Linked DNA regions of Sus scrofa: regions 1 and 2 are each linked to region 3. Evidence: chromatin contacts called from public Hi-C data. All regions are on one chromosome and are shown on one strand. Each heading gives the region's core, a stretch centred on a gene start, on an enhancer-like site or on the middle of the called end of the contact. The rest is flanking DNA. Distances are from core to core; before and after follow the strand shown. Region 1 overlaps RAD51B (DNA repair protein RAD51 homolog 2). Region 2 overlaps LOC110261623 (a long non-coding RNA gene). Region 3 overlaps RAD51B (DNA repair protein RAD51 homolog 2).

Region 1 (3,809 bases), core at 926-3,425, 340 kb after region 3:
ACTGCTGTTTGTTTCACATAGATATACCACCATGCCAGAAAAAAAAAAAATTCTTGAGGTAAGGGGCTGTGACCCTTTGTTCCTCTGAAGTAAACGAATGAATGGATGGCTGGAGGAATGGATATAGATGGCCAGTCCATAGCTCCTGTGACAGTGAATATCTTATTTATTAACCCGCAGGGTCTTTTTCATTATACAGATGGAAGTTTTAGTGAGACAATATCAATGCATTAAATGAATCTCCAGTTAACTATAAAACCTTCTGATCCCTCCCTAAGAGTACGCTTGGGGGCCATAGAACAATTTTAAAAAGAGAAGGTCACTTATAAATATGGTGTGTCTAAAATGTCATGAAACAAGTGCTTTAACAAGCCTCTATAACTTCCATACCTAAATGAGTGACATTTGTGAAATAGATCAATCAAGAATTTATTATGAAGTCAATCCTGCCATTTGCAACAACATGGATGAACCTGGAGGACATGATGATAAGCGAGATAAGCCAGACAGAGAAAGACAAATATTGTATGAGCTCACTCATATGTGGAATCTAAAAAACTCACAGAAGTAGCGAGTAGAATGGTGGTTAACCATGACTAAGGTAAGGAAAATGGGGGGATGCTCATCAAAAGTTAAGAAAGTAAATCTTTTTTTTTTTTTTTTTTTTTGTCTTTTTGCCATTTCTTGGGCCACTCCCGTGGCATATGGAGGTTCCCAGGCTAGAGGTCAAATCGGAGCTGTAGCCACCAGCCTACGCCAAAGCCACAGCAACGTGGGATCCGAGCCGCGTCTGCAACCTACACCACAGCTCACGGCAACGCCGGATCGTTAACCCACTGAGCAAGGCCAGGGATCGAACCCGCAACCTCATGGTTCCTAGTTGGATTCGTTATCCACTGTGCCACGACGGGAACTCCAGAAAGTAAATCTTAAGTAAGTTCAACACACACAGAAATATAGTAACTATCCGAGATGATGAGTATGTTAATTGACTTGATTGTGGTAATCATTTCACAATGTATACATACATCAACTCATCACACTGTCCACCTTAAACATATGCAATTTTGTCAATTATACCTCAATAAAGCCGAGGGGAAAAAAACAAGCAGATCACCTAAAGATGGGGGAGAAAACTTATTCTGGCTACTATTACACAAATATTATTGCAATTGCTTTTGGGGGGGGGGATTTTTATGGCTGCACCTGCGGCATATGGAAGTTCCCAGGCTAGGTGGGGGTTGAATCGAAGCTGTAGCTGCTGGCTTACACCACAGCCACAGCAACACCAAATCCTAGCTGAGACTGTGACCTACACCGCGCCTCATGGCAATGCCAGATCTTTAACCTCTGAGCAAGGCCAGGGATCGAACCCACATCCTCATGGATAAGAGTCAGGTTTGTTACCATTGTGGTTTACGATGGAAACTCCCTATTTTTGCATTTTCTCATTGATAATTTTCCCCAGAAAATTTTGAAGCAACAAAAGAAAATTAGTTTCGCCTCTTTAACTTATATTTAAAATTTATCGAGTTTGATCATTCATCTTACTCCCATACTTTGTTCTAAGTGACCAGTGGCTACACAAAAAAATCTAAAATAACCTAAAAAATAAAGACATGCCACCCTAGAAAACAGTCGGAAGGAGGAGCTATCCCCGCCCCCCCAAAAAAGTGCATAAAATGACTATATAATCTTCCATGACCATTTGAGGGAAACAGCATTTATTTGGCTATACCACTGCTGGCATTAGCAAAGAAACTTTGACATCACTTGGAAATTACTACTATCCCCACAGTAGTTTTCCTCTTCTATATATCAAAATGTTCTTTGTCCTAAATCTTCCTTTCACAAGAAGAATCAAAGCCAAGTCCTTTATAGGGGATGCCACAGTCTTCCTCTTGGAAGACCTGGCAGTCTTTGTAACTTCAATGTACTGGTGTTATTCCTGCTACTTCACATAAACCTTCACTTCAAGTTTGGTGTGTCTGCTACCACATTGCCCAATTCTTCCACTCTTCCAAATACTATGAAGAAGCTTCCCAGAAATCCCTGTTTGGATCAGCAAAAACAATTTGGTGTCATCAGCAGATTTCACCATTTCCGTTTGGAGTCATTAAAACATTAAACAAGCATGATCTTGGTATCAATCCTTGGAGTCCTACTATTAACCTCTCTCCAGCTTGAAGCCAAGCCATTCTCTGCTATGTTGTGATTCCCATCAGAGGATCGAGATGTGTTTATTTGCTAAAAGTTTAAACTTTGATGGATATTTTTTAACTGAAAGTTGCAAAATGCGTTACGAAAGTAAAGGGGAAAAGTTCCCAAAGGAAAGGCCAAAGAAACCAGCAAAGAGAAACAGCTTCTACTTGAGCAGTCTTATCCAAGCACTCAAACCACTTCATATTCAACTGATTCTAAAACCTCAACTGAATTTCGACTTTTGCCCTCCAACTATTTACTTCTTTTATAATCATAGGAGAAGCCTTATTAAGCACATTTGAAAATTCTCTATCAGATATAACTAGCAGGTCTAACTACTTTATTAGCTCTTTCCCCTTTTTATTACAATTGAAGGGGAAAAAGCAAACAGTCCTTACTCGGAAAGTGAAAAAGCAAACAGCTTCCTCCTCAATTGGGTCTGTGCTCTAAGAGAAATCATTCTTTCTTTTATTCAAGTGCAAATCTGTTTGAAGCTTTCATTCTGCTTTCCCAGCCTGCTCTCTGCAGCTGCATAAAAGATGAGACATGGGAATGAAAGAAAACTAGGTTGGAGCCAAAAAGCAATACTGTCCATATGCAAACTCACTCATCGAGCAGCAAGGCTTCTGTACATCCCATCTCACTTTTTCCATTCCAGCAGAATCCTAGCCAAAAGGAGGTACTGTACTATACCTGTCCAATCCTATTTGAAACAACATCTCAAAGGTAATCAGGGGATAGACAGGGTTACTAGACGCCCGCCCTTCCTCAGTCCTGATACAGCCCCTGAAGTGTTCTTAGGATCAACCTTTAGCTCTAAACTGAATGGATTGGGGCAGGATCAAGGGAATGAAGGGAAAGACCTTCACAGGTCATCATCATCTTATCATCTTAAGATGCTTATGGTGCAAGAGAGTGGCAGAGGCACAGCACAGTAAGCAGAATTTACTTCACCTATCTTAGCTCATGCAAAATCAAGGCCAAAATCTCCTCCTCCCCCCAAAAAGCTAAATCTGCTATACACTTTAAGAAAGTCTGGCAGCCCCTTAGCCTCCTTGCAAGGGTGTCAGGTAACCTTAATCCCAGCAATCTACTCAGGCCAGCAGTAAAACACACAACTGAAAAAATTCACATCAAAATCAAACTCTGCTGGGATCAGAAGGGTATTCTCATGGTTTTTCACTCAGATGTCATTATAACTCCACGTTATTTTTAATACTGTTCTTTGGATTTTGCCCCACACAGAATTCCCAAGTCACAAGAGGATCATGAACAATGTCCAGATGTATAAAATGCAAAAGTACTTCCCTCCTACTTGTGGATTCCAAGATAAACACCATAAGAAGCACGTGTGACTAAACTCAGAGCCCATTCCAAATTAAATACTGCATCATGTGCACAGTGTAGGACTTAAAAAACAAAACTGCATAAATATTCTACACGGTTCATAAGCCAGACTTGGGCAAGCACATGACCACATTGCAAAAAGGAAACATGAATTGGGGAGTAGGGGTAAAGGGTGAGAAAAGTCTCAGTCACAGCCTTTCCCAGAAAATCGGTGCTATTTTCAGTTAACACTTGTATAATATGGGACATAGATGAAAGAA
Region 2 (4,031 bases), core at 1,380-3,879, 330 kb before region 3:
GGTTTGCCGTTTGCGACATCACTTTTTTTTTTTTGGTCTTTTTAGGGTCACACCTGTGGTATAGGGAAGTTCCCAGGTTAGGGGTCGAATTAGAGCTGCAGCTGCCAACCTATGGCCACAGCCACAGCAACTCGGGATCTGAGCCACATCTGCATCACAGCTCACAGCAATGCCGGATCCTTTAACCCACTGAGTGAGGCCAGGGATCGAACCCGCATCCTCATGAATCCTAGCTGGATTCTTAACCCGCTGAGCCACAATGGGAGCTCCCAGCAACATCACATTTAAAATGCAATAATTTTTGATGGCAATCTTTCTAGAAAACAGTCGCATACTTCCCAGGGTTTAAGATAGAAGATACTGATTTTAATTGAACATTGTGGTTCTGTTTAGAGTAATTTTTATAAACTTTAGGCCCTGTGCTGCTTTTCCAGTAGGTCCCAAACCTTTGCGATATGTGTGGCCCTATCACGGTGCTTTTGGGAGAGGTTCCTGGGTTTTCTTTTTATCAGGGAGCGTATCACTTTACCTGTAGTGACCTCATGGCCTAACTTCTTTTAGCCTGTTCTGGGTTAAGAAACCAGACATGCAAACTCGTTAAAATTCTGTGTAAACAAAAAGTAAATAGAATAGGAGTGAGGAATTCAGCCTTTTCTATTCCTACGGGATTCAGTCTTTCTGAGAGGGTAAGAGTTCATCTAGTCCTCTGGGGACAGTTGCTTTGAATTATATGCTGCTTTAAATAAACCAATATGCGCCTATGCAGATAATTCTGGCCACTTAGATGTCACTTGGCTCATCTCCAGATTCTGGTCTGATTTTAGATAGTGAGGTGTCTGGGTAGTTGTGTTTTGGGTAGATGAAGCCTTACTCTCCTTTGAACCCTATGTTCTCAAGGCCCTTGCATTTGAGGTTGGGTTTTTTGCCTGCATCTACATGAGGCTGGTAGTGTGATTAAAGCCAGCACAGAAGAAAAGGCCATGAACCCACTTGTTCATGAATGTCTTATTTTCTATGTGCTGGAAGAGGATGGGGGTTTCTGGGCAGGATGCTGAGCAGAAGAGCCACATGTAACAAAGAATGGGAGGATAGTGACTCAGAGGAATTGAGTTGGGTATTGGTTCTGGGTAGAAACTGGATATTCAGAATAGATGCAAACAGGCCAAGCCAACCAGGGAAGTCCTTAAAGTCCTTGGATGGTTTCTGGTATCTTCTGGTTACCGCTTAATCCGAAGATACCGGAAAGTCTTCAAATAGCTAATCTCCCATCAGCCAAGCTTGATGGTGAAATTAGGCTCCACCAGGGGTAGTGACCTTCTATTCTTCCAGGCCAACAGGCCAAAGGAGACTCTCAGAGGCCCTGTGGGTCAGGCTACCACCTCCAGGGAGCCCTGTGTCAAAGCACCTTGAGGCAGGAGGAGTCCCAGATAATTTCAAAGACTGTCCTGAGTGGTGCGATTACATTTTTCTTCCGTAGAAGAGCTCAGGATCAGACTTATTTTATTTTCATTTCAGTGTCAGATTAAAAGACAGTTGGTGGGAGTTCCTGCTGTGGCTCGGGGAGTTATGACCCCAACTAGGATCCATGAGGATGAAGGTTCAATCTCTAGCCTTGTTCCATGGGTTAAGGATCTGGTGTAGTCATGAGCTACGGTATAGGTCTCAGACGTGGCTTGGATCCCACTTTGCTGTGTCTGTGATGTAGGCTGGCAACTGCAGCTCTGATTTGATCCCAAAGCTGGGAACTTCCATATACTATAGGTGTAGCCCTAAAAAGCGGAAAAAAAAAAAAAAAAAAGACAATTGGTCCCTTTGCTGAAGAGCTGAAGATGCTTCTCACAGCCAGTTTGCCCACATGCCTATCTGAGGAAATCTGCCCTAAACAGCCATGTTCTACACACATGACTCATCTCCCCTCCTCACATGATTGGAACAGGGTTGGGGGTCCACTTATGGGGGACCCACCAATGATGACCAACGACTGGGGTGGCCTGGCTCAAAAAGATGGGCTGGGATAAATAAATCCTTTCAGGGGCATCTAAACTGGGAAGAGGAAAAATTGGGCCAATGGACAATGGTCACGGGTGTTGAAAGTGTAGCTATGGAGTGGGGGCCAAGATGTCTGGCTGGAAGCTGACCTTCCTGCCGTGAAGTGGAAAGTGGGAGTAAGAAGAGGAGAGCAGAGGTTTGGGGAATATGCAGAACATGAAGTTGCTAAGAGAGCATTGGCCGAGCTCCCCACAGCCTTCTGTCCCCGGGAGTCCTGGTTACACTTGTGTTTCTGGCTGTGGATTTCTGGGATCTAGTTAGAATAGGTCTCTTCTTTGCACCCAAAAGTACTTCATCTGAGACTGTCACAATCTCTTTCAAACATTTGCTCAAATGCCAGGAGCTTGAGGCTCGATCCATCTTAAATGCCCTTCTCTAACCTGAGGAATTCCATGTCTGTGAGTTTTCCTCAGAGGATCCATTTTCCAAGGCTTTAGTCCTTATGTTGTTTTTCTCTGATTCCTTCTAAAGATTTCCAAATTCTTCAGGTCCCATTGCTTTGACTGGTGCCAGGGTTGCCCCTGGGGATGGCCAGGACCGGCCTGAGTGCACCCTGCGCTCCTGGTCATCCACCTAGGACTGACTCTGCTTGATTTCCTAACGTCAGAGCTGCCTGGCTGAGTGATGTGCAGATCTGATTACCCACCATCCCCAAGCTGCCAGCAACATCACTGTCACAAAATGTCAGTGCGAGAAGCGGCTTGGCAGCTCTCTAGCCTAACCCTGCCATGTTAGTAATGAGGAAACTGAGTCCCAAAGAGGCTGCGTAACTTGCATAAGGTCAGGCAGAATTGCATAACCTGCTTTTCTCTGTGTGTGTGAGTGTGTGTGTGCCTTTGCCAAAAGTGAGTTTAATCCCACCAGTTTAAAAAATTCTTCATGCTCAAGCTCCAGAGGGCATTATTTGTTATCCTTGGTGACAGATAGAAATGAGGGTGCAGAATTTTCACAAGACTCTGTGAGTGCCCATGGTAGAAGGAACCCCCAAATATCCCACTAATACTCTTCTTTTATAGGAATGGTCTCCGAAATAGGGTATGTGCAAGCTGATTTTTTGGAGTAAGGGGAAGAGACCAGAATGTTTATTTTTGAAAATTTTAATTTATTGTATTTTACAATGTATATTGTATATATACTATGCAAAGTACAGTGCAAAACACCACAAATATATGTATTTATATATATATGTGTGTGTGTGTATATTTGTATATATTTGGGGGGTCCCCAATATTTTTTATTAATAGGCATGTGCAATCAAGACTTTAACACAGAGTTCAAGTTCAGAGTTGCTGTTCACAAAAGTACCTTATGATATAATGTGGTGGGGATCGTATGTATTCACCTTAGTTCTGCCTTATGTAATTCTAAAGGCTAACAAACGGTACTTGCACTTCAAATGGAAAACTATAAAAATAAAAATGGCACAAGAACCTTAATCAGTTCTACAAAGTACATTAAATAAAATTAATCAATCATTCTTGCTTTTTCTTTTTTTAAAAAAATCTCTTAGTGTGAACATGCTTCTTTTTTCAATTTTTTTTTTTCCTCTTAGTGCCACACCTGTGGCACATGGACGTTCCCAGGCTAGAGGTCAAATCAGAGCTGCAGCTGCTGGCCTACGCCGCAACCACAGAAACCCGGGACCTGAGCTGCATCTGCAAACTACGCCGAAGCTTGTGGCAACGCAGCATCAAATCCACATCCTCACGGATACTAGTCAGGTTCTTAACCTGCTGAGCCACAGCAGGAACTCTGCAAATGCTTCTTATCTTAAATCAAAAGCCAAAGCTATTCTTTTTTTATTATTATGTATTCAGCGCCTTATTTTTTCAATTTAATTTAATTTTTATTTTACATTAGTGTATATTTGATTTGTGTTACTTTCAGGTGTACAGCAAAGTGATTCAGTTATACATATATCCCAAGGCTATTATTCTTAATGGCAAAACATTAGCAGTAGTCTCATTTAAAGTGGAAATAAA
Region 3 (4,284 bases), core at 473-2,972:
TTTGAGAAGAGACACAAGCCATGCACTTGCACATCATCTTTCAAACGGACTCCAGCTTTCTGCAGGGATGGTTTGCGGGGAATATGAATCTCAGGATGCTTTCTCTTGCACATGAAATCAGCCGTCAGTTCAACCAGCATAGAAAGACTTGTAGTCCTAAAACTAGAAACCCCTCTTCGCTCTAGTAAAAACTACTTTTTCCCTCTTGTTCTTTCCTTGACCCATCCAAGCACATTTAATTTTTAGTGTTTAAGGCTATTATCTCCCGAAACCTATTATTACTAGACAAAAGGATATTCATATGCCACCCGAGGCTCCTAAAGGGGATGGCGTCATCTCATTGAAGTTGCTGCTGTCCCAGTAAATCGACAGAGGAAAGAAAGCCAATCGTCTAAGATGAATGGAGCTTCGATCTTGCACGGGGCCCACTGGACTGCCATGTGTCAATCTCCCCTACCGACTGTGCCTGGGTGGAAAGGGGCTCAGCCAGTCCTCCGGGCAATTCCTAGGTGACTTCAGAATAGGCCATGGTGTCTTAGGCCAGCTGGACTGTTAGAGCCTTTTTCTACTGATCCCCAGGGGCAAAGGGTTGTTCTCTATGCCTGAGGTCCAAACATGTTTAGTATCTTCATGGCCACCAGGAAGAACGGTCAAGGGCATCTGAGACACATGTCCTTGGCCACAGAACCGTCATAATAACTTCGTGAGTAACCAGTCACCAAACTCCATGATAACCTGTACACCTGAGTTTCTGCCAACAGCACAAATCACTGAGGAAGGGAATTTCCGTCGTGGTGCAGCGGAAACGGCCAACCAGGAAACATGAGGTTGAGGGTTTGATCCCTGGCCTCACTCAGTGGGTTAAGGATCCAGTGTTAACATGAGCTGTGGTGTAGCTCACACACACGGCGCGGATCTGGCATTGCTGCGGCTGTGGTGTAGGCCGGCAGCTGTGGCTCCGATTAGACCCCTAGGCTGGGAACCTCCATATGCCGCAAAAAGGACAAAAAGACACACACACAAAAACAAACAAAGAAACACATACAAAAAAATCAAATTGCTGAGGAAGAAAATACTTTGATTCACACTGATCAAGAACAATGTCGATCATAAAGTCAAAAATTCCAATTTCTGTCCTTGGGTTCACACTATAACTTTGGTCACTTTGCCCAAGTCTCCACCAGTCCATTCCCCCACCTGAAGGAAACGTGTTGAAAGAGGCTGAAAATGGACGAGCATGCTTCAAGGATGACGGGTTATTTCAACTAAATAGGAAAAATTCAATTTGCCCCTCCTTCCATCTCAAGGCACAAAACTGTGGGGCAGGAGCAATGCTGGGAGCATCCTGTGGGGTCCGCGGCACCCTTCTTTGGTTGTCCCACCTGGACCCTAGCAGTGAACATGGGTCTTCATAACCCAAGCAACAACCCAGCCCCAAATTAAGTAAGGGAAAAAAATACACCCCCCCAACACAAAAACAAAGGACTCTCAACTCTACAAACCCTGGGAGGGCAACAGCTGGTCAGCCGAGATTAAAGGAGCGTGAGAGAACACCTCTCCATCCCCGACTTCTCCTCCCCCGTAGAGGTCCCCGCAGCTGGCCAGGGCTCGCTTTTACAGCCCTGCGCCGATGACCTTGTTCCAGCCAAGATAGGAGCTCCTTTGATCTCAGCAGGGGGAGGCCCTGGGCCCGCAGCTGGCAGATATTAATAGTACAGGATCCGCTGGTGTGGAAGAGATCTCTCAGTTGGGCCAGGCCACTTGTATTCCCTGCTCTGCGTCAGAGCAGACGGGACTTCATTTCCCCGAATCAGCCCCTGCTGGGTCCTTCTCCCGGGTCAACTCAGATCATTTTCTTGCTGGCTTCTCTCGGGCCGCTTGTTCTCACCCCAACTGTTTTCAAGGGAGCGCTGTTTGAGCCCTGCCCCCTGCTCTGCAGCTGAAATCTATTACGGGACAGGGCGAACCTTGGGCTCACCCCCTCACAGTGTGCTTCTCACTCTCACCAGCTTGCACACACTTGTTCTTGGGTACACGTTTGTGTGAGAGAGAAACACGAGATGGCTGCAACCTACGCCGCGGCCGCAGCCACACTGGATCCTTTAACCTACTGCACCTGGCTGGGGATGGAGCCCGAGCCTCCATAGTGACCTGAGATTTATAGGCAGGTTCTTAACCCACTGTGCCACAGTGGGAACTCCATGATGATCTTCTCTATTAGGTTTAATCTAAGATGAAAAGATCACTCTTCCCACCCTGTAAATCAGAATTTGAAAACCCCATCAACCTTCAGACCCATATCACAACCTTACAACGTGAGAGCTAGAAAAGATTTCAGCCATGTTACATTCATCCAGTCTGTCATTTCACAGAAAAAAGCCGAGGCCTAAAGTCACCAAAAGGCCTGCCCACGATCACAGACCTAATAGCACAACGGCAAAGTCAATACAACTTAAAAGATACTTTAAAAAGCCAAGAGAACAAATTATGCACATTAATCACAGTAACTCTAAGAACCACTGCAATATATCTGAATTAGGTATAAGTGTCCTAAGAAATGCGTGCATTTTCATTTGCTGGTAAGGAACTTCATCATAGACTTCAAGAAAAAAAAAATTCCATAGCCTCTTTACCTGCTTAGCTATACAAGGAAAAGATCTGGAAAAGTCAATTATTTGCATTCTCCCTTGGATTTTATAATAAGGAAAAACTGTGTAAGAACAAGCTGGTAACTTTCCCTTGGCCATGAACACGACTTTATCATTTTCTTGAAGCGGCCAGAGCAATTTCCTTTGTATCTTTGTTTTGCTCCTATTCTTTGTTTGAGATAAACCAGGAAGCTAGGACAAAGCAAAGTCCTCTTACTTGCTAGGTTTCAAATAAGGAAACGAGAAATTCTCTTCTGGTCTCCTCCTCAGAACTGAACACATGTATGTGCATGTGATAATTACAGTAATTTTTAATCACATTCAGAGGTGCTTTCAGTGATACTTATGGCTAATGGTTCTTACACGGCATTTACTATGGTATTAGTTCAGCATTCATTCACTGCCTGCTTTGTCCCTAGACCTTTGCTGGTCACTCAGGTACAACACGGATGTCAAAAGAATACAAGACAAACTGTGTCCTTCAAAACAAAACAAAACAAAACAAAACTAAAACATTAACATTCTAGTGAGGAAGCCATGAAAATTTAGAATTTTTTACGGTCTTTCCTTTATATTGCTGATCGGGTAGGAGGGCCACAGAAGACGGAGGGAGAGGGAGATGCAGACTAGAACAGGCAAGAAGCTTTTGTGGAAGAGGAGGTCTTTTTTTTTTTTTTCCTCTTTTTGTCTTTTCTAGGGCCGCTCCCACGGCATATGGAGGTTCCCAGGCTAGGGGTGTAATCGGAGCTGTAGCTACCGGCCTACGCCAGAGCCACAGCAACTCAGGATCTGAGCCACATCTTCGACCTACACCACAGCTCATGGCAACGCCAGATCCTTAACCCACTGAGCAAGGCCAGGGATCGAACCTGCAACCTCATGGTTCTTAGTCGGATTCGTTAACCACTGCAACATGACGGGAACTCCATGGAAGAGGAGGTCTTTAAATTAACCTTGAAGGAGCAGGAGGATTGGGGAAGGAAAGGAACGGTCCAAGTGAAAGGGGGAAAATGCTTTCTAGAAGGATGCTGTCTCTGCAGAGGGAAGAGAGAACAGGCAGAGTCGGCCCCACAGGGTGGAGAAGCTTCATGGAGGGTGAGGAGGAAGGAGAGGACAGACTACCAACAGTTAAGAAGCATCCACTTAATCTAGGGGTTTTCTGGGAAACCGATCCACTGAAAAGACAAGGAACAAAACCTGATTTTTAGCATTTGCTGATTTCCATGGTGTAAATTCTTCCACCCTGGTTGGTTTCAAGTTCAAAAACCACATGCCTGAACATTTTAAAATCAGCTTCTTGATGTGGGCCATCCTCAGTAAGTGGGCCAACACAACTGCAAGATTCCTAGGTGAGGCAGGGAAAGGCAGCCAGAAATGGAGGAGTTTAATTTGGTGGCGGCGGGATGTAAACAGTCGAGGCTCGAGTTGGGAAGTCTGTTTTGGAATTGCTTAAAAGAGTGTAATTGTGAGTTTTTATTTTTATTTTTTTTTCTTTTTTTGCTATTTCTGTGGGCCGCTCCCACGGCATATGGAAGTTCCCGGGCTAGGGGTCGAATTGGAGCTGTAGCCACCCGCCTGTGCCAGAGACACAGCAACGTGGGATCCGAGCCGCGTCTGCAACCTACACCACAGCTCA

The links. A called contact is a pair of places that touch in the nucleus more often than the background predicts.
Region 1: a contact with region 3 is called in a Hi-C map of liver, with 5 times the contacts expected there. The contact joins two enhancer-like sites. A contact is called at or near these places in 3 of 47 Hi-C or Micro-C datasets (embryonic fibroblasts, epiblast stem cells and liver).
Region 2: a contact with region 3 is called in a Hi-C map of skeletal muscle, with 3 times the contacts expected there. The contact joins two enhancer-like sites. A contact is called at or near these places in 1 of 47 Hi-C or Micro-C datasets (skeletal muscle) and 1 of 2 datasets of contacts at active chromatin or transcription factors (skeletal muscle).

The regions. Positions count from the first base shown.
Region 1 is chr7:91,674,522-91,678,330 of Sscrofa11.1, reverse strand. All of the region lies in intron 8 of RAD51B (DNA repair protein RAD51 homolog 2), which reads right to left. Among named protein-coding and RNA genes, the nearest start is that of RAD51B, 84 kb to the right of the region's middle. Within about 2 kb of position 2,175, at least 20 of the 83 cell types and tissues checked have an H3K27ac peak or open chromatin away from gene starts, as enhancers often do. A contact at or near this core is called in liver, where this site is marked.
Region 2 is chr7:92,341,804-92,345,834 of Sscrofa11.1, reverse strand. LOC110261623 (a long non-coding RNA gene) reads left to right here. Exons shown (of 3, transcript XR_002345986.1): 3 at 1-81. Among named protein-coding and RNA genes, the nearest start is that of ZFP36L1, 150 kb to the left of the region's middle. Within about 2 kb of position 2,629, at least 3 of the 83 cell types and tissues checked have an H3K27ac peak or open chromatin away from gene starts, as enhancers often do. A contact at or near this core is called in skeletal muscle, where this site is marked.
Region 3 is chr7:92,014,234-92,018,517 of Sscrofa11.1, reverse strand. All of the region lies in intron 9 of RAD51B (DNA repair protein RAD51 homolog 2), which reads right to left. Among named protein-coding and RNA genes, the nearest start is that of RAD51B, 420 kb to the right of the region's middle. Within about 2 kb of position 1,722, at least 20 of the 83 cell types and tissues checked have an H3K27ac peak or open chromatin away from gene starts, as enhancers often do. A contact at or near this core is called in liver and skeletal muscle, where this site is marked.